Linked DNA regions of Mus musculus: all the other regions are linked to region 4. The links are chromatin contacts, called in public ChIA-PET, HiChIP or PLAC-seq, Micro-C and promoter capture Hi-C maps. All regions are on one chromosome and are shown on one strand. Each heading gives the region's core, a stretch centred on a gene start, on an enhancer-like site or on the middle of the called end of the contact. The rest is flanking DNA. Distances are from core to core; before and after follow the strand shown.

Region 1 (2,700 bases), core at 15-2,514, 800 kb before region 4:
GTGAGTTCCAGGACAGCGGGGTCTATAAAGAGACAAACAACAAATGACAACAATGTTCTTGTCCTATTTTTTATCATGAACCATCCCTATTGGCCCTCTCCGACTTACAAAGCAAATTGGAATCTACACAGTATTATGAGTTTCAAGTGAAAATTGCTTGTGATTTTTCTCCACCCGTGCTCAGAACACAAGCACCATAGACAGACCTTACACTGCATATATGGCTTGACAACCCGCGCCCACTCCTGCTGTGATACAGGCTACTTCCAGGAAGTAGCTACTCAGCATGATTGACATTATCAGCTCTCTTACATCCAGGTGTGATGGTGTATATAGTTCTGCCTGTGGAGTGTAAGCAGAAATGTGTATCGTTTCTGGGTCAGAGCTTTCAGGAACTGAGCATGACTGCTCTACAGTGTCTTTCTCCTTCTGCCTGCTGAAGCCCTAGGGGACAATAGAACCACAGGATGAAAGGACTCGGGATCTATGAATCACTGAGGAAAGAAAGAGCCAACTGTCAAGCAACTCAGCTGAATGTGACAGAGAGAATCCAGTTGAGTCTATCTGTTTGGGAATTTGTTACTGTAATGGGCAATGCCACACTCAATTCAGCATATAAAATATATATTATGCTGGACAGGATGGTGCCTGACTTTAATCTCAGTACTTGGAAGGCAGAGGCAGAGGGATCTCTGTGAATTCAGTCAGTCTGGTCTATAAACTGAGTTCTAGGACAGATAGGGCTGTAGAGAAACCCTGTCTGAAACACAAACAAACAAAAGATCACAACAAGAAGAAAATATTATAATTATTATGGGGCTGGCTAAATGGCTCAGCAGGCAAAGGCCCTTGTTGACTGACACACAAACCTGGTGACCTGAGTCTGACCCCCAGAATTTGTATAAAGATGGAAGGAGAGAGTTGAGTCTCTCTACCAAGTTCTCTGTCCTTCAAACATAAGCCATGGCATGTGTGCTCATTCGCACACATGCACGCTGTACACACCCATAATGCACACACAGAATAATAAAATATTTAAGTCCATACTGGATTATATATTATACTCATCATGTACGCACTCAAGAAAAAAGGGAGGGATTATGTGACACAGTAGTGTGGGTTTCACAGTCTGAGAGGCTATCTTAGAAACATGGCAGAGGCACACACCCCTCTTCTGGGTATTAAGCTGCCCTCCACCTCTCTTTGATGGGCGAGCATGGAAGAATGTGTTATTTGTTAGGCATCTCGGATGACTCAGACCTGCTGCATTCCCCTCTGAGGTGGGGTAACCCTAGGTAGGCTCCGCACATCCAGTAGCCTGTGGCTTCCTGTCCTTTTCAGTTCAAGGGTTTCTCAGACAAGGAGGAGCCTTGAAAATGTTTCGACCTTCCCAGAAGACATACCTCGGTTTGACAGGCAAAGGCTACAAAGACTGCCTGCAAGGACCAGGCCACAGTGGAGGGAGACTGGAAGGGCTAAAAGTCTCCTTCTCCCATTCACCATCAACATCCTGTGAGGCCTGAGAGTTTGCAGCTAGTGAGCATGTGCTCCCAGAGGGGCCTCTGTCCTCCAGGCCCCAAATGCCACCAGAGAATGAGCTTCAGAGGCCAGATGTCTCAGCTCTTACAGGCTTCCAGGAACGCTCAGCAGTTCTCAGAAGCCCCCATTTCCTGCTTCACACCCACAGCCTGGTCCTCTGTGGAGGAAAGCAGGAGGCTTTTACCCCACCCCACCCCACCCCCCTCTCAGTGCGGTGCCCTCTCCAGGACAGGGCTTGGCCCTGGGGACTCCTACAGGTGTGCCTCAGATACTCACAGGAGCAGGAAGGGCAGCTCTGAGTGCGTGGGTTGGGGGGAGGCTCAGCAAACCCAGGCGCTGGGATCCTCCACCTCTTCCTTATCCATTCCTAGTTTATCATTTGTCCTTCACCTCCCAAACTAAAGACAGGCCCAAGGGTTAGCCAAAACAACTGATAATCCAAAAGGCATGTCAATGTGGTGGTGAAATTGAACAGACCAGTGTTCCCTAGAGTGGAAGCCACGGAGTCTAGGACGATTGTAAAGTGGATTTAAGGTTTCTACTGCAACACCAACACTAAAGAATGCTTTACTGCTCCCTTATGATCCCTCTTCAGTACTTTTCATTATTTCAAAAATAACATCACCATTCAGTACCGCCGGCCTTTGTCCACTCCCTGATGCCTGTAAGACTCTGGGGGTAGGAGAGTGGTAATAAATAATATTAGAGATAAAAACGGGCTCATAAACATTTTCTACTGTAATGTAATTTTAAGAAGAGATCCTTCACAAAAACAACACAATTTCATATATCTAGAAAGAAATTCAATAAAAGATACATGCTTTATCTTTATGAAGAAAATAGTAACGCTTTAATAAACAACATAAAATAGAAACTTAAACAAAGAAAGCGATGCAGCACGAACTGAAAGAAGACAATGTTATAAAAGGGTCAGCCAAGGGTGGTGCCGTTCATCCCAGCACCAGAAGAAGATGACAAGCCAGAGGAGGCTATCCCATGCTACATAGCAAAATAGACATGGGGAGTGAAGGAGGCTATACCAGGCTACATAGTAAGATAGACAGAAGAAATGAGAGAAAGGAGAAAGGTAAGAAATAATATGATTTTATTTTGAGAAAGGGTCTTGTTGAGTAGCCCAGGTACTGTGTAGCCTACCCAGGC
Region 2 (2,700 bases), core at 30-2,529, 910 kb before region 4:
GTTGTAGACAGCACTCTGCAGTTCCACAACCATTTTTAAATGAGCATTTAATTTTCCCATTCATTCCAAATCCATTGTTCATTCAGCAATACAAATTATGTACCTAATATGTGCTAGGCACCGTGCTGGTGCTGCGAAAACAAAACAGCACTATCTATCAATTTAAAGTCAGAAATTTTTAAAAATAACAAGAGCCAGTGTTGGTGAATTTAAAGAACAAAGCAATCTAATTAACTGTTGAGAGCATATAAACGAGGGAGGGAGGGTGCAAACCCAGAGAGAGATGAGAAAAAGAAAAGCAAAAAGCATGATGGTTCAGAGGATTGCTATATTAGCTGCCAAGCTGTGAACCTGAGTTCAATCCCAGAATCCACGTGGCGCAAGGAGAGAACCACCAACTTCAAGTTGTCTTCAGACTCCCAAAAAAGGGTATGCAGGGACACAGACACACACACAAAACAAATGTAAAAACAAAAAATGTACATATATATACAGACATGAAAATATTTAGAATGTGATACTAATTACTGTGAACATAGACATTTAAATGATGTGTTACTCCGCCATCAAAGTTCAGATCCTTAAAGATCCTTACCTGACTCTGGGTACACGTTATTCAACAGAATTAGCAGTCTTGATTTCATTTGGGGATTAAACCAAAACATACTCTTTTAAAACTCGTAAGAAAACTCGCACCTTCCCCCTAGTGGCCTAATCTACCAGATACGGTATTTGGTTGTGGACAGCAGAAGATCAAGTGCCAGGACAGAAACCAGGTCCTACAATAGCAACTAATGATCATAAGTATCACGATCATGCGAGACCATGGAGCCTTTAAGGATGGGCTCTCCAAGTACTCAAGCATCTCAGGCCAGGAATATGAACACACACACACACACACACACACACACACACACTTGTTTTTTTTTTTTTTTTTTCTGCAGCCTCTTTCAGACACGCTGTTTCCCAAACCTCTCTGTGCACTGTGACAGATCTATGAGGGACCACCGCACCATCCCGAGCTAGGTGGCGACGTTCAACTGAGAGGACCGAGAGTTGGCGGGAATCTGCAATCCACTTGGGGATTAAAAAAAAAAAAAGCAAGGAAACTCTGGGCGTGACGTGAAGCCACGCCCCCCGCTTTCTCTGCGCATTGGCTTTCCCACCCCGGAGCTTCCTGCCAATCCCACGTTCTCAGCTTTCGCAGGCCCCGCCCACTTAAGGCTGGAGGGCGGGGCAGCGTTAGACGCCGATCCGTGGCTCTGGGATAGATTGCACTTCCTGCGTCGCCGCCGTCAAGACTCCGCAGGCTTCTTTGACGATCACCGAACCGTAGTTGGGGCCGTGTTCCTGTGTCCGCTGCTGGGTCAGGTTGTCGCTGCGCCGGAGCTATGGTGTGTTGAGCCCCGAGTCCTCGAAGGGTTTGGGGCTGAGGTACACTGACGTGGTCGGGGATCGGCCTCTGTTCCCTGGGGCGTGGGGCGGTGGGAGAGGGAGCTTACCTCACGGACAGTCTCCTACAGTGATTCAGCATCTGCGGCCTGGCCGGCGGGAAACGATCAGTAACCTGGGCGGCCTTTCGCTCAGCTTCTCCACCTTACGTGGGGTCCAGGCGCTCTCCCTCGCCCAGCCAGAGGCCCTCCCCTCTCAATTTACTTAGGTGGCCGATTTCAAGATGCCCTATGGTCCTTTGTCATCTGCATAGGAGGAAGGCTATAGGAATGGAGGGGTGCACCTGGCATCGCCTGCGCAGACCTGAGCCTGCAGTCAGGTCTTTAGACCAAATTCATCTTCCTTGTGGGTCTGTCTTAATCTGTCTCATTAGAATGCCGTCGGGAAAGACTCCATACAGTCACTTTGTTCTAAAAGGGGAAGTAATGGATTCAGGTTTACAGCACAGGGCCCTGAGCTGCTTCTGTGGAGTCTGCCATGCGAACTCTTGCCTTTTTTGCCATTATGAGTATTCTCCTAAGAGCCGATACACTTGCTTTAGTAATGACATTATGGCTGTAGTGGGTCTGCCACGGTAGCAATTTGTGCCCACCTCTTTACTGAGGATTTGTGTATATGTTAATTCATCCAGTGACAGGGTGCAGGTAGAGAGCTCAAAGTTAAACCAAACATAACTTTATTCATACTATAAAGATAAAAAAGGTATGTTGGAAGGTGTTATGGTACACGAGTTTAATCCCAGCACTTAGGAAGCAGAGAGGCAGAATTCTGTGAGTTTGAGGCAAGCCTAAGTCAAAGTTCCAGGACATCCATAGTGTAGAGACCGACACCAAAAAAAAAAAAAAAAAAAAAAAAAAGGAAGGAAGAAAAGAAGAAAAAAATATGTATAGTTGGTCATGATAGCAGACACCTGTAATCTGAGCACTTGGTAGGTTGAGACAGGACTTCAAGATCATTTTCCCAGGTATATAGGAAAAAGCCAGACTGGGCTTCATGAAACCTGTATCTCAAAGCTCTGCTGGAATATTGTGCTGAGAATTTTCAGAGAAAAGAAGAAACCTTCAAGCTCTGTTGGAATATTGTGCTGAGAATTTTCGGAGAAAAGAAGAAACCTTCAAAGATAGACATTTGAGTCAATGTACAGAAAAGGCCTTTGCCAGATTATTAGAGCCCTGTGTAGAGAACAGTATGAGCAAAGTGGAGGGAAAGTTGGTGTGTGCATTCTTTAGCACTTGACTACCCAAGGGG
Region 3 (2,700 bases), core at 89-2,588, 840 kb before region 4:
TATCTGAACACAACATAGCCAGTCATTGTTGGGAACAAAAAAAGTTGGGGCAGGGGAGGCCCTGGGGAAGAAGGGGAAGGGAAAAGGGACCAAACGTTCCTGTGCTCTGGGCAGGCAGAGACAAACATTGAGGGGCTGCCGGGATGCTTTCCACTTGGCCCCAGGTGGGCACGCAAGCCTCTGACCCATCTGGCAGGGGGATTGGAAAAGGGGCAGCCCCCGAGGCGACACCCTGTCGCCCCAGGGCTATAGGAGAGAGGGAATAGTGAAGAGGTTCCCAACACTGGCAAGAGTGGTATAGTGAATCTAGATGGAGCAGAGACTCTATGGTTTAAGAGCTTTATTATAGAAATGCAGGGAGAAAGAGGTGGAAATAGAGAAGGCTACAGAGAAAGAGGAAGAAAGGAGAGGAAAGAAGAAGACAGAGAAAGGGAAGAGGAGAGAAGTGGGAGGTAAGGGGACAAAGGAGCGAGAGAGAGCATAAGAGTAAGAGAGCGAGGTGGGGGCTGAACACCCCTTTTTATGGTCTTCACTGTTGCTAGGTAACTGGAGAGGAGTTTAGCCTGAAGGTCAGAAGCTTGGGCCATTGTCTATGTGACTACTGACCATGCTTCTCTTGTGGGGGCTGTGGGAGCTGGTAACTTAGGCAGGGGCCAGAGTTCCAGGAGCATGAGGGAACGCCTACCGTGTCATGAAGGTGAATTATGACCATCGGGGTTCAGACCTCAGCTCGACTGGAGACCAGCCTGCAATTCCCCACAAGTCATGACATCACAGCAGCTATAGCCACCTGTAGTGAACCCACACAAGACTGGACGTATCAGCAAACAATGAGTCAGAGAGGTGTTAATAGGACACTACCCCTCCTTTCTGAGTTTTTGGCTATTGATGGATTCTAGAGAAGAGACAATTATTGTCTTAGTCATGTACCCACTGAGGAGAAATAGAGATAAGATGGTAATTAGAAGAGGAGGTTATAATAGAAATGTACTTTATAAACAGGTGATACAAAGGATAAAAAGGGTTAAAGGGAAATTGGTTAAAAGGGCTAGAGATGTAACTCAATGATAGTAGTATATGTGAAGGTCCTGGGTTTAATTCCTAGTACCACCCACCAAGTAAAGGGTTGCACTAAAGTTATAGTATGGCTGGTCAAACTAACTGATCACCTTCTGGCCCTCTCTAGAATGGCAGTACATCACTAGTGTTTGCGTTCTCTCAAAGCTCTGTCTTCCTCCAGATCTCAGGAGCTAAAAAGAACAATGTGGTACAGCAGTGTGGTTCAGTGAGTTTGCTGCTACATAAAAAACCTTGTCTGCCACGCACTTGCTGTATGATCTTAAACAATCCTGAAGTACTAACCTTGTGGCTTGGCATATAGCTAAGTGGTAGAGCACCTGCCTAGCATGCCATGCCGGGACCTTTGATCTCCAGCACAAAGTAAGTAAAATAAACTCCAGCTACTAAGTATTTTATCTGTGCCAGGTGCAACGCTGAGTGCTTTTTCCCATGACATCTATAGTCCTCATAATGACCCTGTGAGGGGAAACTGCTGTCATCATTTGCAGATTATGGCTACAGTCTTAGAAGAGGTTAAGTTACTTAAGGCTTAAAAGAGATGAGCCCAGATATAAAACCAGGGTATCTTGTAGTTAATCTCATTATCACTTCTACCTGTTCTTGTGCCTTATCCCTCGCCTTGTATGTGAGGGTTCTTGTATCTACTTTCCAGAGTTGATGCCGTGATATAATACATTTATAGTACCACACTTGGTATTATAGTAAACATTCACCAGTAAATGTGCATTCCTTTCGTCCCCATTCACCCTTCTTACAAAAAGAGGAAAACCAATCCAATTATTTTGCCTCCCTCAGAATTTAGTTCCTTGTTTTATATTCTACTTGTGTGCTTTTTGGTGTTTTTTACTTAGAAGAAGTTTTCTTTTCTTGAGACGTTTTTGAGATATCACTGCGCCTCAACTGTCTTGTGTTGTTTTCATAAAGTTCTTGACCCTTCACTTATCAAGTTGTCTCAGTTGTGGCTATCTACCCATATTCCTAAGGATGGTCTCTAATAGGTAGGCTTGATTACTTGGAGAATGACAGTCACATGACTGGTCCTTTAAAAACATGTATCAGTTACAGTAGCAGAGTGCTGTCTAGGGATTTCTGATCATCTGACCACATCCTCCCTGTGTTCTCCATCTAGCAGTAGCAGCGCATCTTTGATTGGGACTTGTGCCATGCAGTGAGTGACAAGAGTGCAGGCAGGATTCATGTGTTTTACCTGAGGTTCTACATGCTATGTAGGGTTCTAAGAACACTCCAGTGCTTGTATCTGAAATAAAAGTAAGGCCAGTAGGATGTACAGTAGATAGCAGCTTGGTGGACTGACAGTCGTGAACAAGGCTAATCCCAACTCTCTAAGTAGCTTTCTGAAAATAATGCCTGGACCTGTCTTGTTATCTATAAAATGAAACAGTTTAGCTAATTCACTTCTGGAGTGTCTAGCTTAAAAAAAAAATCCATACCCCCCACCAAAAGCCTTGTATTTTACCATTATCTCCTTAACATGAAATGGGGGGGAGGGGTGCAGCTCAGTGGGAGACCTCTTGCCTAACATGTGACAGGTATGGGCTCAGTCCCAGCACTGAAGAAATATATGTCACACCCTAAATCTTCTGCTGTGTTCTGTGTCAC
Region 4 (2,819 bases), core at 81-2,580:
TTCAGCAATTTCCAAGAATGTAGAATGTTGGCTATAAAAAAACGTGTACACTATGTAACAATAATCTTTGTCTTCCTTTGGTCTCTGATATTTAAGCATTTTCAGGAGGAAAGTATGCCTGCTACCAGTTTTCCACTTCAAATGATAATTTACTTAGCATAAATGTTGGTTTGAAAAACACGTGGTATCACATATGGGACCCAAGGAATTTTTTCTTACAGTAACTAGATTTTAAACAAAGTTCTTTTCACAAAACAGTTTTCTTACCAAAATACTGAAACATGTATTGGGTTTTGTTTATGCCCTTCCCTCTCTTCTCAAAATGGGGGAACTTCTACTGATCTTTAAAATTGGACTCAAATGCCACTCCCTAGTGGAGGGCTGCTTTTTGAGATGAGATCTCACGTTAGCCCAGAAACACCTGGAACTCAATCTTTCAGCTTCTGCCACCCTTCGCAATCCCAAGACCAGAGGAGCGAGCAACTGCACTGAGGGGTTCTCAACAGGATTGTCTCAGATCAGCTCCTACAGCTCACTCACTAAGGGGAGTATGTTCTGTAGCAAGCATAAAGAGGATTATCCGTTCCTCTGTGGGTCTGAGTCCCGGGAGGGGAGAGTTTTGAGCGCCGGGGAGGTGACTTCCTCACTTTTCCATCTCTTTTAGAGCCTCCCATCAGGCACACGGTGGGTTCGGTGACACCGGAGTGCTACTTTGGCGAGCTTTTGCCCGCCAGAAACTCAACCCATTCAGCTGATTCTCCGCGTCCCAGAGGTGGCGCCACCGCAGGCGTGTCAGCTGGTGCACCGGTTCCCGCCAACAACAGAGGGTTTCAAACCAAGCAGAGCGTTGCAAACCAAGCGGCGGCCGCGGGGAAGCGGCGACCTCCGGACCACCGCCTGCCAACGCCTCGTGCTGCCCGTACCAGCTCGCGGACCCCGCGGAGGAAGGCGACCCGGGCGTTCGCCCTGCTGACAGAAACGCTCTCCTAGAAGAAGACTCCCAGGCACTGCTTTTACTGGCCCGGAGACGCCGTCCGGCTTTTGCCTAACGGTGACAGGAAGCGTGGAGTGAGGGTGTGCTCAGAGGTGTGGAGGTGGCCTGAGACTGCTCTTGGCTCACCGCGCAGAGAAGCGCTCGCGGGGAAGCTACGGGACAGCACTGCCAACCGAGACCGCGGAGACACTACTCAGGCTCTCAGTGCCCCGGTGACACGCCTACTGTGGGAGGAGCTCCGTCCTTCGCGCGAGAACTCGCTTCGCCTCACCTCTTCCTAATGCGAAGTCTCGCGAGAAGCAGCTAAGGAGCCGGCCTGCAACCTGCCGGGGCGGCTCTGGTAGGCGCAGCCGGTGGAGCGGCCGCCTCACACCTAGCACCGGAGGGGTCCGGTTCAGTGGGCGGAGGGAGCGGAGCGTCGCTCTCTCTTGGAGCTCTTCCCCAAGACCCTCGGTGGACGTCTCAGGGGCCAGCAGGTTGGAGCGGGCCGGGTGCGGGCGGCTGGGTTTGTAGTGGAAGCCGAGGGCGAGGCTAGCTGCTGTGAACCGGGCTCCGGGAGGCTGGCGGCGGCTCCAGGAGCGTGGGGCGCGGTGCTCGGGGCTGCCCGCTTGAGCACCGGGTCCGGAGAGGCGGGGAAGGGAGCTGCTTTTTGGGTTAGGAGTCTGGAGGCCTTTTCCCAGGGGAAAAAAAGCTATTTTCTCACACCTCCTTTCCAGGGCAGAGTAACCCAGTGCCCCGCCCCTTTCCTGTCATCTTTGGGTCACCGCGGCGACAAACCGAAGAAGGCGCATCACAATAGGGCGGTGAGTAAGGCTCCCAGTTTGGGGATAAGGTGGTGGGGGAGTTGCCCTTTGGATGGAGGATGAGACACCTGTGATGTGCTGCTGTGTGCTTTTATTCTGTAACCGTTTCAACGAGGGTAAAGCTTGGTTTCCCACTCTAACTTGCCCAGAAAAGGTTCAGATTTATTCTCTGTGAGTCACAAGCCCTCTGACACCCCTGATTTTGGGGTATGGGCTGGAGGGGACCTGAGATTTCACTTAGTTTGTCAATGTGGGTTAGTGTGCTGTGCCTAACCTCGGTCTTTCCCGGGTTCCCATGTCTTTTTTTTTTTTTTTTTTTTTTTATCTCTTTAAAATTTTGAGTCTTAGCCTCTTATTGGTATTTGGAGTCCACGACCAGGCTATAAAAAAGTTTTCCACTTTGTGCATTTAGTATAGGAAATTATTTTATAGCCATGTAAGAGTCTGCACGCTTTTTATTTCAGCTAACAATCTGAATGAAGCAGTACAGTGTATTGATTGGCAGTTGGGTTTCTTTCTGTTCTTGCCTGCCTCCCACTCTTCTCTTGCCCCACCAGCCCAATTTGATCCAAACTTTTTAGAGAGGGGTTTAGGGATGAATTTTGAATGAAATAGACTGTAGAAATTGGATGGAAAGATAAAATAAGACATGTGAATGTAAAGACTGAACAAGTTTCTGCGCTGGAGAGTCCATCTAGAACTCAACCGTGGGCATTGAACCAAGGACTGATGCTGAATATTAAGCAGAAAGCAGTAGAAAGTACTTGGAAAATTACTAAATGGGAGGTAAAGATGAGTTAATATAGTTTTCGAGGACAGTTAATTTTGGAGATTTTAGGCTTAATCGTTTTTTCTAACACAGAGGTTAGTACTCAGCGCTTATTCTTATGGGTTGAGAAAAGGTAAGAAGGAAGCTTCAGGAACATGAGGGTGGTTAGGACCCAGAGCAACGGAGTTCAGAAAGTTCTGCGAGATGTTTTGCTTGTTAGACATTTTTTCACACTATTCAAACTTCCAGGTAG
Region 5 (2,700 bases), core at 102-2,601, 890 kb before region 4:
TAAAGGCATGTTGTACCACCGCTGACTGGCCGAGACCATTCTTTTTTTTTTTTTTTAAAGATTTATTTATTATTTTATGTAAATACACTGTAGCTGTCTTCACACACTCCAGAAGAGGGAGTCAGATCTCATTACGGATGGTTGTGAGCCACCATGTGGTTGCTGGGATTTGAACTCTGGACCTTTGGAAGAGCAGTCGGGTGCTCTTACCCACTGAGCCATCTCACCAGCCCGGCCGAGACCATTCTTAAATAAAGAGTAGAAATGATAGCGCTTGTTTGTAATCCCAGCACTTGGGAGGCTAAGGCAGGAGAGGAGTAGATTGGGAGTTGGCCAGCCTGGGCAGTAAGACTAAAATCAAAATTCCGAGAGGTAGCTGTTCTCTGTGCTGGAAATATGTAGCCTCTGGTATATTTTGAGTGGTGGGGATTTGTTTTTTAAACCCAATGTTTCCAGAAAAGAGAATTGTTAGAATAGCTGCATTCCAGGTAAATGAGAAAACAGTTTGTATTCTGTATCCTGCAAGTGAGGTTAGCAGGTTTTGTATACACAGTATGTGTATCCATGTTGTAATCCCAACTCCTCAGAAACTGAAGATCACCTTTCAAGACCAGTCTGGCAATCATACTTAAATTTTTTAATGTATTGGATGCTTTGAAAGAATAGCAAGAGGCCATTCTTTTTTTTGTTTGTTCTTCTGTTGTTATTTTGTTTTCTGGTTTTAGCCCTGGCTGTCTTGGAACTCACTCGTAGACCAGGCTGGCCTCCATCTCAGAAATCTGCCTGCCTCTGCCTCCTAAGTGCTGGGATTAAAGGCATGTGCCACCACTGACTGGCCGAGACCATTCTTAAATAAAGAGTAGAAATGATAGTTGTCAGACAACTTCTGATACTCCAATAACTCCAGTTAACTGAATAAAGTCAGATTCAGGTCACCAGAGGTGTTAAGCCCTCAAGTGTATTTTCATATAACCTAGTCATCTTATTAAGGTCTCTGAAATCATCTGCCTAAGAATTGGTTGTTTCCAGTTTATAAGTGAAAGGAAGAAGAAAGTCTGCAGGACTTTTCTGTTTCTCTTTTGTACAGTTTAGTTCCTGGGAAGACAATTCCTAAGGAACTGCTAACTGACCACAGCGCTTAAGTCAGCTCCCAACTCGCTGGGAAAACTAAAATACTTGTTTACACTGCTGCAGAAACCAACTCTGAGAGAGGAAGAAGACAACACACTTCCAGGGCGCAGCTCAGGGCGGAAGAGGCTTGTCCTTTCTGGGTCTCCGTACAGGCTCTGTAGCTGCATCCTTGCTGGTCTCCCCGCCCCCTTCCACGTCAGCCAAGGACTTGGTGGAGCCGTCGCGGCAGCGGCTGTCCGGACCGGTAGTCGGCGGTCCCACGGTTCCCTCCCGGCCTCCGCCCCTCGGAGCCAGGTAGCGACCTGGGCCCCCGAGCCGCGGGGTTGCGGCGGTCGCGCGGGGTCAGCGAGCCACCGGATGGGGAGATGCCGGGCGCTTGACTAGGCCGCGGCGACGGGCGGTGGGGGCGGGGAGCTGGGCCGCGGTCCCCTGGGCGGTGGGACAGGGGTCTGCGCCGCCTGAGGCCTGACCCTGCATAGACAGAGGCCGGTGAGGGGCGGCCGGGATTCCCACGGGGGACCCGCCACAGCCGAGGAGTCCCAAGGTTCTGCAGCGTCTTCGCTCGCGGGCCGCCCTCCTGGAGCAGATCCGACTGTGTTAGGTTGGCAATCACGGCCCCGTGACGTGGTGCTCCGGGTTGTCACTGTGGTGTGGACCTCGACTCCACAGCTTTGCACACCCTGGGTCGGGGAGTGGACGGGTACGGGGACTGAGTGATTGTCACTAGAGTTCACGGAAGGAGAAGGTGGGGAGAGCTCTACAGGTCGTCCGAAGTCACACGCGAAGAACTTCAGGCAGTTTAGAAGATCACGACTGATTTGCGGAATTTGTCTCCCTTTTTTTTTTTTTTTTCTAATGATGTTTGTATTCATTTTTGTAGATTTTCCTGGCACCTTTCGTCCTTTTCATCTTGTATTGGGTTGATTATAAACAGAAACCATGACGGCAGCCGAGAACGTGTGCTATACGTTAATTAACGTGCCAATGGATTCAGAACCCCCTTCGGAAATCAGCTTAAAAAATGACCTGGGTAAATAGTTTCTTAACTCAAATAGGAATTATTTTAATTGATAGATTAAAAACGTAAAAGATGGACAAATTAATATGGTGTTTTTTAATACATATCTATATGGTCTGATATTTAAATCCTGTCAAATATAATTATCTCAAACATTCATCTTTTCTTCATAGTGAAAACATTTCACATTCTTTCATAGAGATTTTTTTATTTTTTTGAGATTTTAAAAATATATATACAGTATATAGTTATTAATTGTAGTATACAGTGTCATACCTGAACTTTTTTATCTTGTACTCAGCAGCCATTGACCAATCCGCCTCTCCCAGCCTTCCTTCCTTCTTACTCTCCTAGGCTCTGTGAGCCACGGTCCTTTTTTTTTCTTTTTGTTTTCCTTTTTCCTTCTTAAATAAAGCCTTACTCTTTCCCTAGGTCAGCCTGGAACTCACTAATAGGCCAGGGCAGCCTCCAACTTATGTCAGGTCTTAGTTCAGCCTCCAAGGGTTACAGGTGCAGGCCACTATTCACCTTTTACTTTCAACTTCTCTGAT
Region 6 (2,744 bases), core at 61-2,560, 990 kb after region 4:
GGCTAGGCCAGAGAAGATACCATGTAAGGAATGAGCGAGACTGCCCTCCCCCACCCCTCCCCCTGCCCATGACTCACTGGACTGGAATCTTCTTCTCCAGTTCTGGTATTTGCTTGGAGTTGGAGACTGGAGGCTATGGGCCCGCTGCAGAGCTGAGGAGGGAGTAAGAGACCATTAGCTGTGTAGGGGAGGAATTTGTCTCCCATGGCTTACTCACCAAAAGTTAGCAGGAAGATGCTTAGGATGGGCGGAGACACTTCTTATCATAGTGTACTTCTCTGACCCCCCTCCCATTATTCATTAATTCATTCATTCATTTACTCACTCACTCATTCATACACACGTCCATAAAATAATTATATAGGAGGCTGGGGAGATGGTTTGATTCCCTGCAACCCAGATGAAATGCTGGGAGCAGGAAGGAAAGCCTTCCCCAGGAAAGGGCACATTAATGAGTTGCCCAGTGCTAACTGGTCAGGCCTGGAGACACATACTAGTAACACTATATAAACAAGACAGGTTATTTTTAGAAATATATCTGTATGATACAAATACATATATGCATGCAATAGCAATTAAGGAAAAAGGCCATGATTTCAAGTAGAGGAGGGAGAACTGTCTAGGAGAGTCTGGAGGGAGGGAAAGAAAAGGAGAAATGTTGTAATTAGATTCCAATCTCAAAAAGTAACCTGGCTGTAGAGGCATGTGTCTGTAATGGCGGTAGTCCTACAGTGAGATGGGAGAATAGAAACATCAGGAGAGACCCTGCCCCAATAAAGTAGAAAGTGAGAACTGACTCCTGGAAGTTGGGTTCCTGCGGAAGCACTTTTGCAGGGCCCTGTGTGCTTCCCCTCTGCCTGGCTGGGCCTTGAGCACAGGCACTGGCCGCCCCGAACCTCAGAACAGATGTGGCATCCAGCTGCATCCTGTTCCTGTGCAGGGCTCTCAGGCACGGGCCCCCGTGCTTCCATCATAGAGAAAGGAGGGGCGTGAGCGCACATGTGAGGGGCAGAAGGTAGAACTGGGAGGTATGGGGGAGGAAGAGACCCCCAGGAGGGGTCTGGGTGTGGGAGAATGAACAGGGAAGGTTCGAACACAGAACTCTTTGGATCCAACACCTCTCCAGTGAATGTTCTCTCACCTCACTTAGACATCAGCCCACCCCTGTGAGATCCCACCCCTGTGAGATCCCACCCCTGTGAGCTGACTTGAGCACTGCCATGCCAGCCACTACCTGGGTTTCCTTTCTCAGGACCAGAACCTTCAGCTCCTTAGGGTCTCTGCTTTAACCTCAGTGGGATAGTGGAACTGATGGCTCAAGTGCCCCACTGGTGGTAATAGGCCACGTAGGCATAGTTTCACCATAGTGAGGTCATAATATAATAAGAGTCCTAGGTCAGAGGCCCGGCTCCATGGGTTCTGTGAAGCTTGGGTCGAGACATGTCCCAGGAGGCTCAGGTATTTGAATGCTTGGGCACTGAGAGGGCTGGACTCGGAGAATGTATAGCCTCACCCTTCTTCCCGTTCACTTTCTGCTTTGTGTTTGCTATTGGAGAGGTGAGCTCCCAGCTTCTTGCTCTGGCCGCCACCGCTGCTTGCCGCCTGCTGTCAGGCCTCCGTGCCATGCTGGACTCTCATCCCTCTGGAACCGTAAGCCCAAATAAATCCATCCTTTTCTAAGTTTGTCCTGGCCATGGTGTTTTACCCATATGTCAAGCTTTTCCCAGAGAAAGTGAGCAGACGCCATTGTGAAAATGCAGGTTAAGTATTTTAAACACCACAAAGCAAGCATTTGAGCCCATCTCTGGAGTGCTGATGTGAGCTCTGGGTTTAATAGACAAAGATCTGGGTCAGGAGGCAAGAGAACAAAGTCCAGGTGGGGCTGGTTAATCAGTGTTTTGTTCTGGCTCTGCACAGTGACTAGAAGAAACATCTTAGTGCTTGAGAGAACAGGCCACGCCCTTCTCATGATCATGGAGGCTGGGGGTGGGCTGTGTGCGATCTCATCACCGTGACCGTTTGCCATGCTCTGCTGCTCTGAAATCTAAGGAGTGACTGTAGGTTAGAACAGTGACTGGAAACCTGTAGACTTCTTTGGGGGCCTGGAACAGGACTCTATAAGGGCTAAAAGTAAGCCAGGATCACTCTCTTCTTTATGCCTTCAACCTTGGCAGGTGGGAGAGATGGGGCGGGTATCACTTAGTTCAACACAGACGCTTCTGAAGTGATTGACACTCAGGAGTCTGGCCCAAAGCTTGGACAAAGACAGAAGCAAATTCAGGTAGAAAGGCCGGGTTTCCTTGCTCTGTATCAGCCTGTGGGCCCAAGTGAGCAGCAGCATTGGTCTCCTAATTTTGAGATTATAATATAAGCACATCATCTCTCCCTTCCCTTTCCGCCCTCTGGACTGTCCCATGTTCCTGTCCTTGCTCTCTTTCAAATTCATGGCCTCGGTTTTCCCCCAATAATTGTTGTTACACACACACACACACACACACACACACACATTCCTAAATATAACCTGCTCTGTTTGTATATTACTCGTATGTGTGTTTTCAGGGCAATGGGGTCTTGTGTTCTTCCCACTCTTTCTTCCCCTCTCAGCACGCCTTAGTTGACTCCAGTTCTTTGTGTAGGGTTGAGTCCACATGGGCTTTCCCCCCACCCACGTTGGCATGTGGATGTCCTAACTCGGCTTCCGTTTAGGTAGTCATGTTGGTGAGACTTCATGGATGTAGCATCTG
Region 7 (2,886 bases), core at 222-2,721, 940 kb after region 4:
AAACTCCTGAAATGATCTGGAGACTTGGGCTAGAAACACCGTGTCGGTAAAACACTTGCTTAACATCAGAGTCCCTAAGATCAACCCCCAGTACCACAGAAAAGAACAATCAATTAACACCAAGCTGGGCAGGCCTGTAATCCCAAATACTTTGGAAGCCGAGGCAGGAGGACCACAAAGTTCTGCCTGGGCTACACAAGACTAAGCACAAGGCTAAAGAGTCTCAAAAGAGAAAGAATAAGACCGCGGTGCTCACGCAGTAGACCTAAGGCCCTCTAAATCCAATCCCAGCCATGCCAAAGAGGAAAACATTTTAAACCCCTTTTTATTCACACACCTATCGCCACATTGATTTTTAGAATCATCACTGCATTTCCTACGCCCAAATGTGAGTTGTAAATTCTGCCTACGGGGGAAAAAGTACTTTCCACAGAAACTATTCTGGAAACAAAAAATGAGATTGCTGCAATTCACTGTGGTGGGAAAAAGAAATCTTTTCTTTTTCTTTAAATAAAACTTGGAATGGAATGTCCAGGTTCACAGCAGGGTCACAGTCCTTAGGTGTAGTGAGTTTATCTCACCATTCCTCAATCCCCCCCCCCCCAACTTCGGCACGTTCTTCTCTCAGTCAGTCAACTAACATTTTATACAGATCATCAAAGTCCACACAAGTCCAGGGAGCCCGCGAGAGATCCAAGGAGGCCATTGCAGCTGCAGCAAAAGACCTGAAGGCGCCCAGGAAACGACGGCGCAACAGACCAATGAAGGCTGAGAGCGGGGAATGACGGCGCCCGAGAAAACTTTCCAGCAGAAACTTGGCAAATGCCAGTCCTCGGGCGCGCAGAGGGCGGGGACAGCGGCCTAGGGGAGAGCACAGGGGACCGGCTGGGCCTGGGCTCTGGGACAACAGCCACCCAAAGCCTGGGCTCCGCCTGTGGACCAGAGATGACACCGACCCGGTTAGGGCTTTGGAGGCGACATGGGGACACTGAGAGGCGCGCCCAGGCACTGCCAGGGGGGTCTCCCACTTCCAGGCTCCCGATCCCTGCAGCGCCCACGGCCTCGGCTGTTCCTACCTTCTTTGGCTTTCTTCCTCCGGGCCAGCGTCCCTCCGAGTTTCCCCAAGAACGAGTCATCCTTCTTGCGGGACGGAGGCGACTTGGGAGTGGGTGATTTGGGGACCAAGGGCGACTTCTGTGGGGATGTGGCCATGGCGGCTGGACGCGGAGCTGGAGCTGGGCGGCCGCGGCGGGCGGCGGCGGGACTGAGGCTGCGGCTTTCCAAACGGAAGCGGAATTATTCCAGGCATTTGAGGCAGCTCGCTCGCCTTTCCCGTCCCTCGCTCCCTCCCTCGCGCCGCCCTCCGCCCTGCGAGGAGCTGCTGCGCCTGGGGCCCCCGTGCCCAGGGCTGCCCTGGCTACGAGGATGCCCTGGCTTGCCGCTTGCTGGGGGCTATAGACGCAGGGGCAAGTGCATGCTAGGGGGACGTGAGGTCTTATCTGGAGCTTGGAAGCCTTCACTTCTCTGCTTTGCATACACACACACACACACACACACACACACACACACACACACACACGCGTCAGAATCCGCAGGGAATCAGCCCTGTGACCCTATTTCCCAGCTGCTGCGGTCTCTTGCTCTACCTCCTGCATGGATGGGTTCCTATACTGTTAGTACTTTTGTCTCACAAAGAAGTCAAGGATCTAAAATGGGCTCTGGTCCCAACAGACTTCCCGTTCAACTTCTGCATGAATCTGCGGACTTCCACCTTCTCCTGTCCACACTCAAACAAAGCTGGAAGTCCACGACGGCAGACGCTCATCTATCTAGCCAAGAGCAATAGAATTAGTTCCAGACTCTCTTGACCTGACGCTGGAGTCACACCAGGCAGTTTTAAAGATTCATGCTGGAGATGTTTAGGAGTCCTGCGTACTTTTACTGTGCTTCTTCGTCCTAAGTTGTGGCTTGACCATCTCTTTCCCATTCTTTCAGGATACCTTGGTCATACACCAGCGGGAAGAGTTACATAACTGTTTCCACAGCTCTTTCCGTGATGGGGCATAAACAAATATCTATGTCTCCTTCCCAGAGCACCACCACCAAATTACCTTTTCCCTGAAATCAAGCTTGGGATCCAATGAGTTTATCAGACTTACAGAGCCTGGGGAAGGAGTCACCTACAGGAATGTGGGCGGGCCCCAAAGCAGCTGCACTACTGCAAATTTCTACCCCAGGGCGGATGACTTCCCCTAACTGTCTAAATGGAATCCCCTTCAGCTAATCTTCAACAGACTACTACTCTAACACCTCCAGTGACCACGTGGAATTAGGACAGAATGACCTAGTAGGGTTACAAGAGGGAGTGGCCAGAATTGAGATGAAAATTCAGTGACTGTCCCTGCTCCATCCTTCTATAAGGGAACATCAATAAACAGGGTCGGTCTCTAGGTCAGGAGTCGAGTGGGAAGGGAGGTCGCAAGTTCTCACATCTGCTTAGATGAAGATGGTGGCTGTCTTGCTCTGAGGAGGGCTTTCCACATGTACACTACACACACTGATGGAATCTGACTGAACCTCTGACTCAGAGGGAGCAAGATTTTGAACTGAGCTGGAGAAATCGGTCCAGCAGTTGGGCACTAGGTTGTGATCTAGTGCCCAGCTAGGCAGCAGTGTCTGTTCTCAGCCAGAGGCACGTGTTGATGAGTGACATGCATGTTGGTGATGAGAATGTGTGTCTTAACTTCCTTCCTATTGTTCTGATAAATCCCAGAACCGGAAGCAACCTAGAGAGGAGAGGGTTTATTTTACCTGTAAGGTAGCAGTCCATCACGGAGGGAAGTCAAGGCAGGAGTCTGGAGGCAGAAATCGGAAGCAGAGACCATG

The links. Promoter capture Hi-C pulls out the DNA fragments that hold promoters and counts their contacts. A called contact is a pair of places that touch in the nucleus more often than the background predicts. ChIA-PET counts read pairs in DNA pulled down with a chosen protein or histone mark. HiChIP or PLAC-seq counts read pairs in DNA pulled down with a chosen protein or histone mark.
Region 1: a contact with region 4 is called in an RNA polymerase II ChIA-PET map of memory CD8 T cells, with 14 read pairs. The contact joins the enhancer-like site here to the promoter of Btbd10 in region 4. A contact is called at or near these places in 3 of 39 promoter capture datasets (embryonic stem cells, hippocampal neurons and liver), 2 of 115 datasets of contacts at active chromatin or transcription factors (large pre-B cells and memory CD8 T cells) and 1 of 9 other capture datasets (embryonic stem cells).
Region 2: a promoter capture Hi-C map of pre-B cells shows a contact between it and region 4, with 4 times the contacts expected there. The contact joins the promoter of Psma1 here to the promoter of Btbd10 in region 4. A contact is called at or near these places in 4 of 39 promoter capture datasets (the C10 cell line, embryonic stem cells, liver and 1 more), 1 of 484 Hi-C or Micro-C datasets (pro-B cells), 5 of 115 datasets of contacts at active chromatin or transcription factors (the 230-238 cell line, T-cell acute lymphoblastic leukemia, astrocytes and 2 more) and 1 of 9 other capture datasets (liver).
Region 3: a contact with region 4 is called in an H3K27ac HiChIP or PLAC-seq map of T-cell acute lymphoblastic leukemia, with 15 times the contacts expected there. The contact joins the enhancer-like site here to the promoter of Btbd10 in region 4. A contact is called at or near these places in 8 of 39 promoter capture datasets (the 3T3-L1 cell line, the C10 cell line, cranial neural crest and 5 more), 6 of 484 Hi-C or Micro-C datasets (cerebellar granule neurons, cerebellum, cerebral cortex and 2 more), 3 of 115 datasets of contacts at active chromatin or transcription factors (T-cell acute lymphoblastic leukemia, astrocytes and embryonic basal ganglia) and 1 of 9 other capture datasets (adipose tissue).
Region 5: a promoter capture Hi-C map of pre-B cells shows a contact between it and region 4, with 4 times the contacts expected there. The contact joins the promoter of Copb1 here to the promoter of Btbd10 in region 4. A contact is called at or near these places in 12 of 39 promoter capture datasets (the 3T3-L1 cell line, the C10 cell line, cranial neural crest and 8 more), 2 of 484 Hi-C or Micro-C datasets (B cells and embryonic stem cells) and 2 of 115 datasets of contacts at active chromatin or transcription factors (embryonic forebrain and forebrain).
Region 6: a contact with region 4 is called in a promoter capture Hi-C map of hippocampal neurons, with 5 times the contacts expected there. The contact joins the promoter of Micalcl here to the promoter of Btbd10 in region 4. A contact is called at or near these places in 6 of 39 promoter capture datasets (the 3T3-L1 cell line, 3T3-L1-derived adipocytes, embryonic stem cells and 2 more), 2 of 484 Hi-C or Micro-C datasets (the N1E-115 cell line and cortical neurons) and 1 of 115 datasets of contacts at active chromatin or transcription factors (astrocytes).
Region 7: a contact with region 4 is called in a Micro-C map of embryonic stem cells, with 7 times the contacts expected there. The contact joins the promoter of Parva here to the promoter of Btbd10 in region 4. A contact is called at or near these places in 3 of 39 promoter capture datasets (hippocampal neurons and liver), 1 of 484 Hi-C or Micro-C datasets (embryonic stem cells) and 1 of 9 other capture datasets (embryonic stem cells).

The regions. Positions count from the first base shown.
Region 1 is chr7:114,170,510-114,173,209 of GRCm38.p6, reverse strand. No RefSeq gene overlaps it. Among named protein-coding and RNA genes, the nearest start is that of Rras2, 54 kb to the right of the region's middle. Within about 2 kb of position 1,264, at least 142 of the 459 cell types and tissues checked have an H3K27ac peak or open chromatin away from gene starts, as enhancers often do. A contact at or near this core is called in embryonic stem cells and memory CD8 T cells, where this site is marked.
Region 2 is chr7:114,274,695-114,277,394 of GRCm38.p6, reverse strand. It overlaps Psma1 (proteasome subunit alpha 1), which reads left to right and starts at 1,279. Exons shown (of 10, transcript NM_011965.2): 1 at 1,279-1,394. The coding sequence starts at 1,392.
Region 3 is chr7:114,209,534-114,212,233 of GRCm38.p6, reverse strand. No RefSeq gene overlaps it. Among named protein-coding and RNA genes, the nearest start is that of Copb1, 44 kb to the left of the region's middle. Within about 2 kb of position 1,338, at least 20 of the 459 cell types and tissues checked have an H3K27ac peak or open chromatin away from gene starts, as enhancers often do. A contact at or near this core is called in T-cell acute lymphoblastic leukemia, where this site is marked.
Region 4 is chr7:113,367,850-113,370,668 of GRCm38.p6, reverse strand. Btbd10 (BTB (POZ) domain containing 10) reads left to right here and starts at 1,330. Exons shown (of 11, transcript NM_133700.2): 1 at 1,330-1,470; 2 at 1,711-1,797.
Region 5 is chr7:114,253,331-114,256,030 of GRCm38.p6, reverse strand. It overlaps Copb1 (coatomer protein complex, subunit beta 1), which reads left to right and starts at 1,351. Exons shown (of 22, transcript NM_033370.3): 1 at 1,351-1,425; 2 at 2,012-2,161. The coding sequence starts at 2,071.
Region 6 is chr7:112,373,423-112,376,166 of GRCm38.p6, reverse strand. Micalcl (MICAL C-terminal like) reads right to left here and starts at 1,310. Exons shown (of 10, transcript NM_001381862.1): 1 at 798-1,310; 2 at 78-152.
Region 7 is chr7:112,426,291-112,429,176 of GRCm38.p6, reverse strand. Parva (parvin, alpha) reads right to left here and starts at 1,471. Exons shown (of 13, transcript NM_020606.5): 1 at 1,077-1,471. The coding sequence starts at 1,212.